Regions from separate parts of the Drosophila melanogaster genome. Here regions 2 and 3 are each linked to region 1. Evidence: chromatin contacts called from public Hi-C data. All regions are on one chromosome and are shown on one strand. The core of a region is the stretch at or near the end of the contact, and the rest is flanking DNA. Distances in the headings are between cores, read along the strand shown. Region 1 holds the start of CG32369. Region 2 holds the start of CG7546. Region 3 holds the start of lqf (liquid facets).

Evidence for each region. Hi-C and Micro-C count contacts between places; a contact is called where the count stands out from the background.
Region 2: a Hi-C map of the Kc167 cell line shows a contact between it and region 1, with 1.6 times the contacts expected there. A contact is called at or near these places in 1 of 107 Hi-C or Micro-C datasets (the Kc167 cell line) and 1 of 7 datasets of targeted methods (the Kc167 cell line).
Region 3: a contact with region 1 is called in a Hi-C map of the Kc167 cell line, with 1.9 times the contacts expected there. A contact is called at or near these places in 3 of 107 Hi-C or Micro-C datasets (the Clone 8 cell line, the Kc167 cell line and the S2 cell line) and 1 of 7 datasets of targeted methods (the Kc167 cell line).

What each region holds. Positions count from the first base shown.
Region 1 is chr3L:7,808,465-7,811,116 of dm6, forward strand. It overlaps CG32369, which reads right to left and starts at 1,361. Exons shown (of 7, transcript NM_001259731.3): 1 at 533-1,361.
Region 2 is chr3L:7,509,690-7,512,341 of dm6, forward strand. CG7546 reads left to right here and starts at 1,297. Exons shown (of 10, transcript NM_168217.4): 1 at 1,297-1,753; 2 at 1,822-1,939; 3 at 2,016-2,227; 4 at 2,284-2,652. The coding sequence starts at 1,688. It also overlaps asRNA:CR45896.
Region 3 is chr3L:7,527,459-7,530,110 of dm6, forward strand. lqf (liquid facets) reads left to right here and starts at 1,322. Exons shown (of 9, transcript NM_001274597.1): 1 at 1,322-1,728. It overlaps ltl (larval translucida), which reads left to right. Exons shown (of 4, transcript NM_001274595.1): 4 at 1-555.

The DNA.
Region 1 (2,652 bases), core at 111-2,610:
TATAATTTAACGAGGTTGAATTGTTTATTTTCTTAATTTTACTTCTTTTAAAATTCCCAAATCGTTCTTTCCACCATTTGTTTTTTGCTTATCTGAGCTAATTTATCGCGAAATCGTTAAGATATATATTTTTCCACGGAAGTTTTATCACACATTAAATATAAATGATTATCAAGTGCAGGCCGAATTCAATTGGCCACAGAACGTCAACAAAGCAGCGCGGAAAAAACGCTTAGTAATGCCTTTAAAAATATGGCAACACGTAAGAGCCGCCCCTGCAGTTTTCCCTCCGCTAGACTCAAGCAGTGCACTTTTTGTTTTCACAATCATTGCAGATAGCAAATGAAAAACTGTTTTCCCCGACAAAGAGCGAAAAACTAAGAGAGAGACTTGAATGTGCCAATCTTTGAAAACGCAACTTTGTCGAGCGTTCATTCACATTGAAAACAGAGGCATAGCATGTGGTTTGATGTCGTAACACACACAAAGAGAACCCGAAAGAGTGGCAAAGAGAGCGCAGAAATGGAATTACCTGTCGCTGTTGAACCGCGCCTCCTTGTTTTTCCCCAAAAAAGGGTAGGTTTTTCGCGGGGGGTGCGGCGTGTACTGTTGCTCAAGAATCACACACAGACACACACACTAACACACGAAATTCTCCCTCTTCTTCTTGCAATTTATTTAAAATTTTGTTGTTGTATTTAGTTGTATATATTTTTGTTTGCCAAAAATTTATAGCCACACGCGTGCGAAAAAATCGAATTGGGGAATCTATTCACTCGTGTTATGTGTTGTTTGATATTTATATATATTTTTTTTTTTGTTTTGTAAGAACTTGGAACGGCGCTTGTCCGTCGGCTTTACGTAACCCCGCCGCACACACGGGTTAACTTTTTTTCTTTCTTTCTCGTAAAGGGTGTGCGGCAATTTGGGGGGGGCTGCACTTGGACCCCCTTTTTATATTTTGTGACTAATTTATTTATTTCATTTATTCACACCGAGAAACACGCGAGCGAGCACCTTTATTTTATTTTATTTATTTCTTTGATTACGTTGGCGTTTGTTTTGTAATACGCTTACGTTACGCGACGAGACAGAAAGAGAGAGAGCGAACGCACTGGGCGAAAGAAATAGCGACAACAGCAGCAACGGCGGCAACGTGTTCGAGTGGCTCGGCGATGATTTGCTTATGGGGTGCGCTCCACTTTGTTGCTTTTTTATTTGCCTTTTTTATTATTCATACTTTTTTTTTGTATAATTTTTATTATTTTGCTTTTTGTATTTGTATTACGGCCTGGTTTTTTTTTTCAAACTCTCCCTGCTGTCTGAACTTGCCACGGCCGCTGTTCAACAGCGAATGACTGCTGTGAAAAGTCAGTCGTTGGCTTGGAGCGAAAAATTGGCGCTCTCTTTTGGGGTCGACTCTCTTACGCCTCCGTGGATGTGTCTGTTGCGTCATCGATGTCTGTGCCTTGAGCTCTCTTTGTTTAGCACTTCTCTCTCTGGCATTTTATTTTTTTTTTTAATTTTTGCCGGCAAACCGTCAACTGTCACAACAGGCGACGCCAAGAAAAATGATGGGGCAGCGGGGGCTGCGGTGGGTGATTTGCAAAACTATTGGGTTGGGGGATAGTGGGTGGTGTTGGGGGTGCTAGTTTGCCAGTGGGCGTCATTTATCGTATGATGCGCATTTCCGGCGCCACTCAACAGACTACAGCCATATAAACACCAAGCAAACATCAATAATCACAACAGATACGGTCGATTTTCTGTTACTTAAACTAAATTACATATATAAAATTTTGTAATTTTGTTTAATACGCAAATATAGTTTTTAGATTATGTAAAATAGAATAAAAGCTTACTCAAATAACTTATAAAATTAATAACGAAATTTGTATAACAAAATACACAATAGATTAAACTGTGAAAATATAAGTTGATTAATTCTCAGACATGTCATTACAAGATGTATTAATTTTATAATCCTTAAACAGGTTTTGAAGCTATAGATTTCCTATCCCGATAGAGCTCAGAGTTGTTAAAGTTCGTCTGTAATATCGAATATCTGCGTTTCGTAAGTGTTGTGTGGCTATTACATATTGTTTTGTCATTTAACGCAAATTACGTATACGACGCGTTGACCTCATTTGGGTTGATCAACAAATGCAGTTGTCGACAAACTTGGCTTATAACAACCGCGTATCGCTTCCCCTCCCCCTACTTCCCGTCTTTCTCTTTTGGCTCCGCTTGGCTTGTATTTCAAGCTCAAGTTCAACGTTGTCTGTTAGCGGTTGCCTGCATACTACCAGTTTTCATGCTGCTGCTGCTGCTGCTGCTGCTGCGTTTCCATTAACATTTTGAGTGGCCGTTGTTGTTAACTCATTTTTCGCTTTCGTAAGTCTTGGACAGTATAAAAATATGCGGGGCGGGCGAGTGGAGTCCGCTTATGTTTGAGCATTGCTCGCATTTATTGCAACATTTCCCCATAGGGAAGTAATCGAATTGCTTTGCCTCAGGTCTGGGTCTGGTTTAAGCCTGCATTCAAAAAAAAAACAAAGCTTGAAAGTTTACAGATTAAAACATATTAAAATTAACAAAATTTATTCTAATATATATTTTCAAATTTCTGAGTTGTAGAATCTCAATAATCTT
Region 2 (2,652 bases), core at 47-2,546, 300 kb before region 1:
CATCAATTTTCTCAAAATGCTTAATTGGGAATCAAACATTTAAACATAGCATATATCCTGACAACAAGCTTACAAAAACATCTTTTATTATTAAAAAAAAAATCTACAAACTTTAAGCAAGGTATTTTTTTGAAAATACTGTAATTAATCATTCAATTGCTTGCTAAAAACTCAGTTAAAAAAAAAAAAAATCCTCAAAGAGAATGGTGCACTCGGCAATCTGCCACTGCCCATTTCCGTGGCATCTTTTCAGTCCGGAAAATAAGGGCTCGTCGCAATCACTTTGAGCCCGTGGAAAGGCTCACAATCGCAGACATTAAATCAAATTTCCGCACAATTCCGGCAAGGGGTATGCGAAAAATTGTGTTAGCTGCGGTTGGCTTTCCTTCGCAGCCTTCTGCTTATTTTACTTCCACTACCGATGCCACAGCGCCACTTAAATATTCAAAGCGAAAAGTTGCCCTACACCTTTGCGTCTTGGCTGACTTTCCCCTGTTTTCCGTGTTTTCTTTTCTTTATTATTCAAACGCCGCTTTTCATGTGCAGTGCCCAAAAATTCCCACAGGATGCAGTCAAAGGCGGTGGGGTGATTAAGGGTTGGTGTGGGGTTAGGGGCGAAAAGGTTGATGGGTGAATTGTATTTCACATGTGCAGTTCTTTAAACGTTTTTATAGCGCTCATCTCGCTCATGCCCCACACGCTTTACATTGTGGGCAAGAGTCTAGGCAATTCCCTGGAGATATTATACCTTTCGGTTAGGTTAGGATAGCAAAGAATGTTCAAAAACAATATAAATAAAACAGATTAATATATTTAGTACAAATTCAAAAGAACCGCCTAAGTGGTTTTTAGGGCTGCCAGACAAGAAAAAAATTCGTGCACTCTGGTTTGAGTCAATGCTAACAGTGCTGTATTCTTCTTTGTGTTTGCCACTGAAATAATAATTTGGGTATTTTAGGACATTTTGTGTACTATATGCTGAGCTGGCAACTTATCTATTTTGTAGACATATGCAGCTATTATATTTTAAACTTCAGACAAATTAATATAATATATTATATTTTAATCTTAAGACAAGTTGTTATAATATATTTTTGTTATAATATATTTTAAGCTTCAGAAAAAAGGTTATTTATCTGCATATTCCAATTTTTGTAATCGTTACCAAACTCAATAAAATAATTTTCAACTGCTCCATACAATACATATCATTTTTGACAGATCGCTTAATTTTTGCTTTAAAACGGAATTTATTTATCAATACCTGCTAGTTTAGCTTTTTACAAGATGGCATTTGGCTGCTCTTTCACTCCGAGAGTTGGCAACACTGCCACACTGTCAAATTCCAGTAATTATTCTCGTCCACTGCTGTTGTTGAATTGCAAAGTCGCTCGGCGCGTTAGCATAGAAGCCCAGCATATATTTGCCCGATCCGAAAGCAGGCGGAGATCAGTGAAAACGTATACATATTTACCGCTAGTTGAGCAGTGCGAAAACGTGTCCGGAAAAGCCAAAGGCCAACGACAGCGAGTGCGAGCGAGAGAGCAGGTGACAGCGACACCGACAAGATTCCCCGCCTTCCCCCCTCCACCAACGAACCCTTTTCGACTGTTTTTTTGCACGGCACGGGGAAAACCGAAAGAAAAACGAGATTTTCAATTGATTTGCGACGCAGTCCGGCCGGAAAATGCTCATAAACCTTAAGGTGAAGACCTTAGATGCGCGCATCCACGAATTCAGCATCGACAATGAGGTAATGTTTGAGGTTGTGTGTCCAGGTCTAGGGGCTTCTTTATATCCATGCACCCCACCCATTTCCAGCTCACCATCCGCCAGTTCAAGGACCAAATAGCCGAGAAGACTAACATTGCGGCGGAAAACCAGCGTATCATCTACCAGGGTCGCGTTCTGGTCGATGATAAGCAGGTGAAGGAATATGGTGAGTCATGCCCCCGGGAGCACCCACATATATATATGCACTTATATCTAATACAACAATATCAATGCCCATGCAGATGTGGATGGCAAGGTGCTCCATGTGGCCGAACGACCACCATTCTCGCAGCGCGGAGCCAATGCCCGCAACAATGATGAACCCATGCGAACCTTCCGCAATGTGGCACGTCCGCCGCCGCCCGGAATGCGTACTTCTCCGTACTTCCGCGCCCTCGATGGAATGCTGGTGGGCACCATGGCCATACCGGTGAACAATGGTCCAGTAGCTGGGGTAAGCCATTAAGATGAAAGCTCTTTCAACACGCGTATTTAAACGTATCTTAGCAGACACGTCCTCCACCGAATCGTTATCCCAACTCGTCGTCCTTCTGCATTAACCGCATCACGGTCGCCCTGCACATGATCGATTGCGCTGACAATATAGCAGCTTATCTGGAAAATCCTGCCGTTGGCCTGAACAATCAATCACTGGACATTCTGCAGCGCGGTCGCTGGTCGATGGAGTCCACAGTCGTGGAAGTAGGTGTCTCCTCGACTGATCTGCCACGCAACAATAACATCATCGATATGGTCCAAGATGCCGTGACCGCTGCTCTTTCGCATACAGGAGCACGCAACTATACGGTGGTTCAGCTGCCCACGGTTTATACCAATGAGAATGGCGAGACGAGCCAGCAGAGAACAGCCGAAGCTATA
Region 3 (2,652 bases), core at 72-2,571, 280 kb before region 1:
TTCACGGAATTTTAAACTATTTGCAGAAAACAATCCAAATATATAAATTATGTATTTTAAAATCTCTTAAATATCTAGAGCTGATACATTGATACATTGAAACACATCGAAATGGGTGATATATTTTCCGCTGGTTTAGTATGATCATAAAAAATAAATTGAAACAAACCGTGAAATTAAAAAACGAAAGCAAGACCGATAGAAACAGGAAGTTGGCGATATCGAATATGCAACTGCATATGCACATTATATATATTTAATAACTGTATACACGTATGAACGTTGAACATCTACAAGTAGGTACTTAGAGTTAAACGACAGCAACAACAAATCGCATCGAGCTAATGTTAATAACGAAAAGCACTCACTCACATACAAACACACAAAACCACACACACACAAACACAGCCGTAGTCGTGCACATGCACAAACTGAAAAAAATACGAATAAAAAAAAACGAGAAAATATATTGTTATCAGTTCGTTAACAAAATGAGAAAATAGATTTTAGCGTGTAATTATACGAAAATGAAAATGGTATTCTAAATAAAATCATAAATAAAAGTCGAGTTTGTTGTTCTCTTCTTAAAGAACTTGGCAATGTTCTTGCCGTTGTTTTTCATAAAATGGTTGAAACGGAAGTGCAAAGTTCCTTTTTTGTTTTTGAAAATGTTCTGTTGGCGCCATTTTGGGTAACCGCTAACGGTAGAGGTGGGAACTAAGATATTCGCAGCTCACAAAAACAAGAATCTAAAAACCAAATGATTATCTAATTTAACAATAAGAAAATATATTTAGAAGAACACAGAATTTTAAATCTTGATGTTGAAAATATCCATGCACAACTGTAAATACTTTAGAGAAGTAAAGTTATCACTTTCACGCAAGCAAATTCACCACAGTTTGGTAAGTTTGAGAATGCAAGTGATATCGATAGGTGATTTGTCACAGCTATCGATATCATCGAGTATCATGTTTAAAAATCGGGATGACAACTCAAAAATATCGGCGTTACATTTAAATTACTATGTAAACAACTTGTAGATAATTTTAACATTCTACTAATTAAAAGCTTAAATATTTATTGTACATATAGAAAAATAAAAAGAACGACGGTAGTTGATGGTCAAAGATAAATTGTTATTCCTTTATAAATTTTACATACCAAAAGCAAATGAATATAATTAAATAACAGGAATAATTTTGCTCTTCTGTGAGCTAGTATTTTTAAAATACTTATACTCCAAACTGATAAGAACCGATAGGTTCAGGAATAAATCGATATCGCGATATTTCGAGTGCCCATCAATTCTGGTCCACCACTAGTGCAAAGCGAAAAGCAGAGAAAGAAATAATAATTCGTGTTTTGTGCGCAGAGTGCAAAGGGTAAATAAGTTGCAATATCATCGCAATCGCAGTCGAGAGCCCTATAAACCCGATAGAGTGCCAGGATTTTTGGATATCCATATCGTGCGCGCAGCTATACTATTTTCCCCCTTTGTTGACGTCGCATTGTCGTCATCGTCATCTTGTGACCGTGTCTATTCGAGTCCGAAAAAAGAAAGAAAAGAAAGTCGTAAAATATAGAAAAGAAAACTAGTTGGGGAGGAGGAGTCGCACACACAGACACACACATACACAGCCGAGCGGAGCCCCCACACGCACACACACACAACCAAAGGCGAACTGCAGTGAAGCAACAAAACCAACAATAACAGAAACATTGCAGGTGAGCGAAAGAGTAAGTGGGAGGGGGCCACAAACATATTTCTGTCTCTCTTTCTCTTTGGGGCTTCTTTTTCTTAAATAATAATTTTCCGTAATTATAGATCCCCCTTGTCTAAACGTAATTCCCCGCTAACCGTTTTTTACAACATATGCTTATTGATAGCGCTTCTTTGGCTTTTGTTTTTTGTTGTTTTTTTTTTTATTTGATAACTGCCGTTAGCCGGTCGAGTGATTAGTCATAGTGGATCCAGGGTTGCCAGGGGCGTGGGTGGAAACGGGTTTATGTTTGCGAGGGGGGGCGGATGAGTAATGAATGAAGTTTCGCACATTCGTGTGCCCCCCAATCAGTGCGTCCGTGTGCGTATACGTGTGTGTGTAGGTGCGAGTAGTTCTAGTGTCACAAATGAAATCTAATCGCATTTCTGGCTCGTTATCATACGCACACAGCCACAGAAAGCACCCATGTAGCCATTAATATATTATATACAAATGATACCTAATATACGCCCGCATTTACAACAGATGCAGCAACATTGGAAAATGCAACAGTGCCAGCGGTATGGAGGAGGTGATGGGGGACGCCGAGGCGGATCGAGGAGGGGCCCGGCGATCGTGTGGCACAGTGGGCAGCATCAGCGAGCGAGCAGTGACCTTCGTCACCAGCGGCTAGCCCTTTCCACCTGTTTGAGGTGCTAATAGAAAAACATCTCAAGATAACCATAAACCAAAAGCAAACATTTCATTTGCGAAAGTAACGTAGATACCAGATAAGCAGATGTTTAACACAGACATTTTATTATTATTATGGTCTTTCGTTGTACAATCTTCAATGTTTGTTTGCAGTATTCTCTCCTTAAGTCGAAACAACCAAAATTATAATTTCCAATCCTCAGATCTTTGCGAATTCAATTCAATTTTTAAATAT